2 separate regions of the Mus musculus genome follow, and region 2 is linked to region 1. Evidence: chromatin contacts called from public promoter capture Hi-C data. All regions are on one chromosome and are shown on one strand. The core of a region is the stretch at or near the end of the contact, and the rest is flanking DNA. Distances in the headings are between cores, read along the strand shown. Region 1 holds the start of Ppil6 (peptidylprolyl isomerase (cyclophilin)-like 6). Region 2 holds the start of Ostm1 (osteopetrosis associated transmembrane protein 1).

Region 1 (3,615 bases), core at 54-2,553:
ACACCTAACATATTTACTAATTGAACTTCCCAGGAAGAAAAAAAAAAGGTTGCAAACACTTTGCCTGCAGTGTGGAACAACCACAGGAAATATTAATGTCTTAAGAGAGTCAAACAAGAAAGAGAGAGAGAGAGAGAGAGAGAGAGAGAGAGAGAGAGAAGGGAGGAAGGAAGGAAGGCCACTTTAGCTGTAAGACACTGGTTCATGTCTCAAAAATACCAAAAAAAAAAAAAAAACCCAATAAAGAAACAAACACAAGCACTAAGCCTTCATCTTCCAACACACACACAAGACAGCACTTTCACTCTGGATGCTAGAGCAAGCAAGGGTGTGTGTGTGTGTGTGTGTGTGTGTGTGTGTGTGTGTGTTCTGAGGGTGAATTCTACTGCCCTTGCTCTCCAGCTGGAAAAAACAAGCACAAACAAACTAGTTGCTGGCTCAGGGCTGCGTGTATTTCACCACCGTACCCCCCAGGTTTTTTCCTGTTTCCAGGTAGCAGGCGTGCTGCGGCATGATTGACCTGGCTACATTTGTTTGTTTCCTGGTGCATAAAATATCATTCTACATGTTTACAAATTCATACTTGGATTCTTCACAGCACTTCTGGGACATCTCTTAAAAATCTGAAAAGTATCTGATTCTGCTAAAATGCAGAAACAACTACAGAAATTATAAAGGAAAGGCCCTTCCAAAATTAAAGTACTAAAAAAAATCACAAGTGTTTTTTTCTTTTCTTTTCTTTTTTTTTTTTAAACTAGAGGCGGGGAGGCTGAGGTGGTATCTGGGGCACCGGGTTACCTCAGCGATGGTCCTGAAAGCTGGAGCTTTTGAATATTTTCCCGTAATTTTGAATTTTGTAAATCCATAATCCAATAAAAAATTTCACGTGAACTAGCATTTCCATGCATAGGTGTTCCGAAATTACCATTTTCCCAATACGGATCCCCGCGAACGCTCGCTCGCGCTCCGAGTCTCTTCCAGGTCGCCCTTCCTTGCGACCAGCATTTGTTCTCTATGCCCCCATCCAGCCCTAGGACAGAACGTGGACCCCCGCCCGCCAGCGCAGGCGACACCGCGGCAGGGGGCTGAGGTGCGCACGGCGTCTGGGGCGAGGGGTTACCTCAGCGATGGTCTTTGACACCTGAAAGCTGGAGCTTTTGAAGAGCCCCACCACCTTCAGCTTCAGGGGCGGCTCGGGCGGCAACCGCACGTGACATGCTGGGGGCTTCGACTTGGGCCGGCACGGCTGCTGGGTGGCCATGGCAGGGACAGCAGAGAGCCCGGAACACAAATAGTGCGAGTCGCCAGGGCAACCGCGTGGCTCCTCCCCGAACGCCCGCAAGGGGCGGGACCTGAGTGAGTTCGTGGGCGGGGCCTCGCATCAACTTCAAGCCTGTTGCTGGTGGAAGCCGAGCCGGGAACAAGGGAGGAACCTGTAGGCCGCGGTGCGGAGAACCCACCGAAGGACCTAAGAATCTGGAACAGTCCACCCGAGATTCCTTCCAGGACTGCCGGCGGCCTCGCGCAGCCAGCCCGGGATTTGCAGCCGACCTTCTTTCCGGGTGGAAGGACGGCCTTTGTCCCAGTAACGCAGGAGTCGCCCCCCACCCCCAACCAGCTCGCGTTCCTGGGTCGGGGCAGCGCAGGACAGGGCAATAAGCCTGTGCGCGCAATCCGCCTCGCCGCCCTTGCTCCGAAGCACTCCAGCCATGAAGCTCAACTTTTCTCTACGGCTGAGAGTTTTCAATCTCAACTGCTGGTAAGTAAGTGCTCCCAGGCGTGGGCTGCAGCCTCGGAGCCACCTTCCAGTCCCCTCTCGCACATGCCTAGGAAGGAAGCAGGTCTTCTTCAGCCGAGCTAGACCCTGTCCTTCCCGAACCACCAAAGTCCACATCGCCTAAAGACCAGAGCTTGGGTGGTTGCAGCAATCACCAAAGTCCCTATCATCCAAAGCTGAGGTGATGACAGCAGTAATCGTCCCAAACCTGGCCCATGTCTTTCCTTTTAAATGATTTACTTTTATTTTATGTACATTTGGTGTTTTGCCTGTATGTATGTCTGTGTGAAGGTGCCAGATTCTCTGGAACTGGAGTTACAGACAGTTGTAAGCTGTCATGTGCTTGCTGGAAATTGAACTGCTGACCCATCTCTTCTGCCCCCTGCGTCCTCCACCCCTTTTAGGGACATCCCCTACCTGAGCAAACATAGGGCGGACCGCATGAAGCGCTTGGGAGACTTTCTGAACTTGGAAAACTTTGATCTGGCTCTCCTGGAGGAGGTGAGGTTGTAGGGCAGGCTAGGTTGGAGGAGGGCAGCAGGCGGCAGGCGGCGCAGGAAAACTGTTCTGTCTGGGATGAAATCCAAGCAAGTATCCTCACCTTCTTCCTCAGGTGTGGAGTGAGCAGGACTTCCAGTACCTAAGGCAAAGGCTATCGCTCACCTATCCAGATGCACACTACTTCAGAAGGTGAAAAGCCTGTGTTCTCAGCCTGTTCTCAGACGAGGAAGCTCTCCAACATTCTTGCTTGCACCCTCGATCTTCTTCCTCTGGGTGTGAGAAGAGCAGGCCGTCACCCTCATCTTGCAAGGGCTGCTGTCTTAGGCTTTGTTCTGGGGTTGATCTTAGCAGTAGAGCTGGGAGACCGCGGAGGGGAAGAGGGCTGGCTGGGTACTCCCCTCCTTGCTCTTCTGGTTATTAAGCAAGAGTTGGTTTTCAGCGGGATGATAGGCAGTGGCCTCTGTGTGTTCTCCAAACACCCAATCCAGGAAATCTTCCAGCATGTCTACAGTCTGAATGGTTACCCCTACATGGTAAGGATCTCTTCCCTATCCTTGCTAACACAGACTGGACGCAGCCTTCCTGGGGCCTTGGCAGGAGGGTGTCAGTACCCTGAGTTTTTGTCTTCTCTTGCCTGCAGTTCCATCATGGAGACTGGTTCTGTGGGAAGTCTGTGGGGCTGCTGGTGCTCCGTCTAAGTGGACTGGTGCTCAATGCCTACGTGACTCATGTGAGTGGGGCTAGCCAGGCTTAGGCAGTGGGTCAAGCAGCCCAATGCTATGGTGGAGAAGAGACGCCACTAGTTAGTTCTGCTGCCTGGGGATAAGGCATGGGATCAGAAGCTAGCATTGGGCAAGGTTCACCCATTCCCTGTCACACTCTGCCATGTGACAGATGACAAGCTTGATTCAGACAGCCTTCTCTTTGATTTCACCTATTCCACTTTAGCTACATGCTGAGTACAGCCGACAGAAGGACATCTACTTTGCACACCGTGTGGCCCAAGCTTGGGAACTGGCCCAGTTCATCCAGTGTGTGAGCCTGGGCTTGATGGGGGCTGTGGGGTGGGACGGGGGTTGAGGAGTGGCAGTTATCCTTGAGAGGGCACATAATAAGGGAAGAATTTCCTCCTTGCCGCTCTTCCCCCAACTCAGCCACACATCCAAGAATGCAGATGTGGTTCTATTGTGTGGAGACCTCAATATGCACCCCAAAGACCTGGGCTGCTGCCTGCTGAAAGAGTGGACAGGGCTCCATGATGCTTTCGTTGAGACTGAGGACTTTAAGGTGAGAGACTGTTTCCCACCAACTCCACACTTGTTCCAGTCTTCCTGTCT
Region 2 (4,003 bases), core at 879-3,378, 1.2 Mb before region 1:
AGCTGAAGGGAGGGGGGAGGGTAACAGACCACATGAGATATGAAAGTGGAAGGGTCACACTGAAAAGGAGGGCTTACAAATGGTGGGAGGGCACAACGGAGAGGGAGGGGGATGGGTTATAGATGGTGGGAGGATACAAGGGAGGGGGAAGGGTTACAGATAGTACAAGGGAAAGGGAGGAGCTACAGATGGTGGGAGGGTAAAACGGAGAGGGGGGTCATAGTGCGGAAGGTACAACGGAGAGGGAGGAGTTATGGATAGTTGGGGGTACAACGGAGAGGGAGGGGAAGGGGAGGTTACAGAGGTGGGAGGGTACAAGGAAGGGGGAGGAGTTACAGAAGGTGGGAGGGTACAACGGAGATGTGAAGCAGGAACTTGGAGAAAAGGAGATGTAGAGTGGACAAACTGTTACTGTGAGGAGATGCCAGCCTGTTACTTGGTAGACTACTTTAAAGACAGGGTTGGGGCTCTGTTAGTACACAGCTTGTCTAGCGTGGACAAGTCATGGGTTCTATTCACAGCTGCATAAAACCAGACCATAGTGACACGTCCGTAATCTAGGCACCTGGGAGGGGAAAGCAGGAGGGGTCAAGTGATCCTCTGCTACTCGGTGAGTTCAAGGCCAGTCAGGGCGACAAGAAACTTCATCACAAATAAATACATTAATTAAATTAAAATAGAATGAAAAGACTCCCTAAAAACAGCTTATTTAATGTAACTGCTCAAAATCAAATACAACGCTGCATATTAAAGTCATAGAGAAAGGAGCGAATCTGAAAAATACTGCATGCACTCCTATTTAAACTGCCTTGAAAGCCAAATCTTTCCACAAAGAGTGACTCTGGACTTTACTTAATGCAAATGAATGTCCCCATTTACAAAAAAAAAAAAAATCTGCTTAGTAACATTAGGCTAGATTAAAAACAAGATACACCTATTGACATTTCTATTTAGTTTAGTCAATTACGACCTCTAAAGCAACTGAAGCCACATTTTTCATGAGACTACTTGGCCCCTCAGGACGCAAGAACCATTTCCACCCCCAATCCCTGTGTCCTCCTTATTTTTCCTTTACCAGGCAACCCTGTGACTCTCACGGTGGCCGACACCGTAATCCTTTCCTAATTTATACAGTTCTTAGAGGCAAAGACTGTGTCTTCCTCTTTTGGTTTGCCTTCATTAAGTCCTTCACATTACCTTCCAAGTGACCAGGAAAGCTCTCGAGTTACAGAGAAGGCAGACTATCCTAAAATGGCAACTCACCGACCACGAACTATTACTGTATGTCGCTTTGTGTGGCCTCTCTTTGTCCCCACTTTCCGGATGAGAAAACAAGCAGAGAATGTCACTAACTTGCCAGAGAACAAGCTGATAAACAGGATGGAACCGAACTCAATACTTTGAAAAATAATAAAGGTCACACTGATAGAAACTGGTGGCTCTGGGTATGTTCGCTGCAATGTTCCAGCAAACCTGTCCCAAGAAGATGCCGGCTTACAGCATCCAGGGGGACAGCATTCCAAGCCATAAGCCCCTAAAGTCACCCGCTTGTTTCTGATACCCTAACTCCACAGACCGTCCAATGCCGTTTCCTTACTTTCCCAACCCCCCCCCCCCCCAGGTGCCGAGGCTGCTCCTCTACCCACCCCGATGTTTCGGCTGATGTTGTCCATCTTGATTGCGACCTGTTGGAAGAGCGGGTAGCAGGTCTGGCAGAGGCGCACGGGCCGAGCGCTGCGCACCATACAGGCGGTCAGCTCGGCGCTGCTATTGGCGAAGTCCATCAGCAGCTCCCGGCACTCAGGCTCCAGATCCGGCAGGTCCGGAGGTAGCAGTGACAGCGGCCCTAGACCTCCGCCCTGCAGCAAAGACAGGGTCAAGTCCTGCACCTCCAACAGCTGCTGCTCCGACAGCAGGTCCGCAAAGCCTGGGTGCCGACTGCTGGTGAAGGGGAGCGCGCACAGGGCGCACCTCCACCGCAGCAGCTGCAGCAGCAGCAGCGCCGGCAGCCACCGCCACGGCCACCCGCTACTGCGCGCCAGCTCCGCGTCCCGAGCCATCCCCGGGCCGGACTGTAACAGATAGCTCGCCCGGTGCTTCCGACAGCAGCCGCTTCCGGCTTCGGCCGGCGCAGGCCCTGAGTGGAGTCACGAGGTGAGTGCGTCACGGCCCCGCCCACCTGCCTCCGGAGGCGCGCGGGTGTGAGCGCGCCCCGCTTGGAGGTCTGTAGAGCTGCTGCAACCCCAGTGCATCCCAGGCCTCCGTCTTGCACGCTCTGCACCCTGCAGTTCCCCGCCTTCCATGAGCCTGTGGAGTTTGTTCTGGTTGCTGGAACTCCAGGGAGATGACTGCCGAGTGAGCTCCCAGAAAAACCCAGTAGACTGATGGTTTGGGCAGGTGTTCATTTTCATTGGCTCTGGATTAGTAAAATTTCTTCATCTCCTCTGGAGAGTGGATAACATCCGTTGGCAGTTCTGGTTTTGGAACTTGTGGCTTCAAAAGGCTTGATTGATTGATTTTAATTCTCAACTATCTACCCCGAACAGAACTTCCTGGGGTGATGAATATAGTCCACGTCTTAGTTAATAGGGAAGCCACTACCCACATGTAGCAGCTGAACCCTTGAATTGTAGCTACTACGATGATAGAACTAATTGTCCAATGTCACTTAATTTAAATATAACTATCTGACTAGTGACACCTGTGTACGGCTCGGATCTGGGTGTAGTGTTTTAGCGCAATAGAAATCCTACCTAATACATACACTTGAGCATACCCCACTATGTTATTATTATATATTCTATATTATACGATTATTATACCATATATTACATAACATATTGTAACATAATATGTAATATTAATATATAACATGTAATATGTGACACGTAGCATTTTATGATATGTTGTAATATGTTATATTGTATATTATGTAATGTATAATATATGTTATGATAATAAATATGTATACATTATATAATATTAATACATATAGGTATTTTTCTTCTTGGAGACAAGCCTCATGTAACTCAGGCTAGTTCTCTAACACACTAAGAAACATGTTTGCGCTATACCAGAGAATGGCCTTGAAATTCTGATCTTCCTGCCTCCCTGCTGAAAGTGCCACCATGTACCCCCATTGCCAGGTGTTTGTGGTGCTGGAGACCAAACCCAGGGCCTGGTGTGTGCTAAGCAAGCAAGCATTCTGTCAACCCAGAGACATGAGAGAGAGAGAGAGAGAGAGAGAGAGAGAGAGAGAACCATAATAACAAATCAAAAGAAAGCCTATTAATAAGTCATTGCAGTAGACACTGGAATAAAGCAAGAGGCCAGGATATAATGTGCTCAAGAGTAGGATGTGAGGGGTGGGGACATCCATGTAGAGACAGAGGTATGGGGAGGAGGTACGGGATGTGGATCAGTCGGAGAGTTGGGGGGGGTAATAAAATATGGAGTGTAAAATAATTAATTAATTAATTAAAAAGAGAAAGAAAGAAAAAAAAGAATAGGATAGGAAAAAAACCATTGTAGGGCCATCCAGCAAGATGGTTCAGCAGGTGTTGTGTTCATGGTTCCAGGGGGCTAGCATCCACAGCGGCAGGGGAGGCAGCAACAGGCTGGAGCAGGATACTGAGAACTCACATCTTAAACACTGAGCACAAGCTGAGAATGAATGGGAATTGTGGGAGTCTTTACATTCTCAGAGCCCACCTCCAGTGACACTGCATCAGGGCTGTACCTCCTAAACCTTGGCAAACAGTGCCCCAACGGGGGACCAAGTGTTCAAAGGTCTGAGACTCTGGAGTTATTATCATCATGTCCTGGTCTGAATGAGAATGCCACCATAGGCTCATATCTTTCTATGTCTACTCCCTAGTAACATACTGCTTACAGAAGATTTAGGAGGCATGGCCTTGTTGGAAGAGGTGTCATTGGGAGTCGGCTTTGAGGTTTTGAAAGCCCATGCCAGGCCCAGTGTCTTTGTCTGTGTGTGTGTGTGTGT

Evidence for each region. Promoter capture Hi-C pulls out the DNA fragments that hold promoters and counts their contacts.
Region 2: a promoter capture Hi-C map of liver shows a contact between it and region 1, with 3 times the contacts expected there. The contact joins the promoter of Ostm1 here to the promoter of Ppil6 in region 1. A contact is called at or near these places in 5 of 39 promoter capture datasets (the 3T3-L1 cell line, hippocampal neurons, liver and 1 more) and 1 of 9 other capture datasets (adipose tissue).

The regions. Positions count from the first base shown.
Region 1 is chr10:41,488,127-41,491,741 of GRCm38.p6, reverse strand. Ppil6 (peptidylprolyl isomerase (cyclophilin)-like 6) reads right to left here and starts at 1,303. Exons shown (of 8, transcript NM_028430.1): 1 at 1,121-1,303. The coding sequence starts at 1,261. Smpd2 (sphingomyelin phosphodiesterase 2, neutral) reads left to right here and starts at 1,402. Exons shown (of 10, transcript NM_009213.2): 1 at 1,402-1,759; 2 at 2,182-2,278; 3 at 2,391-2,467; 4 at 2,718-2,811; 5 at 2,919-3,008; 6 at 3,227-3,309; 7 at 3,433-3,565. The coding sequence starts at 1,710.
Region 2 is chr10:42,677,041-42,681,043 of GRCm38.p6, reverse strand. It overlaps Ostm1 (osteopetrosis associated transmembrane protein 1), which reads right to left and starts at 2,128. Exons shown (of 6, transcript NM_172416.3): 1 at 1,647-2,128. The coding sequence starts at 2,060.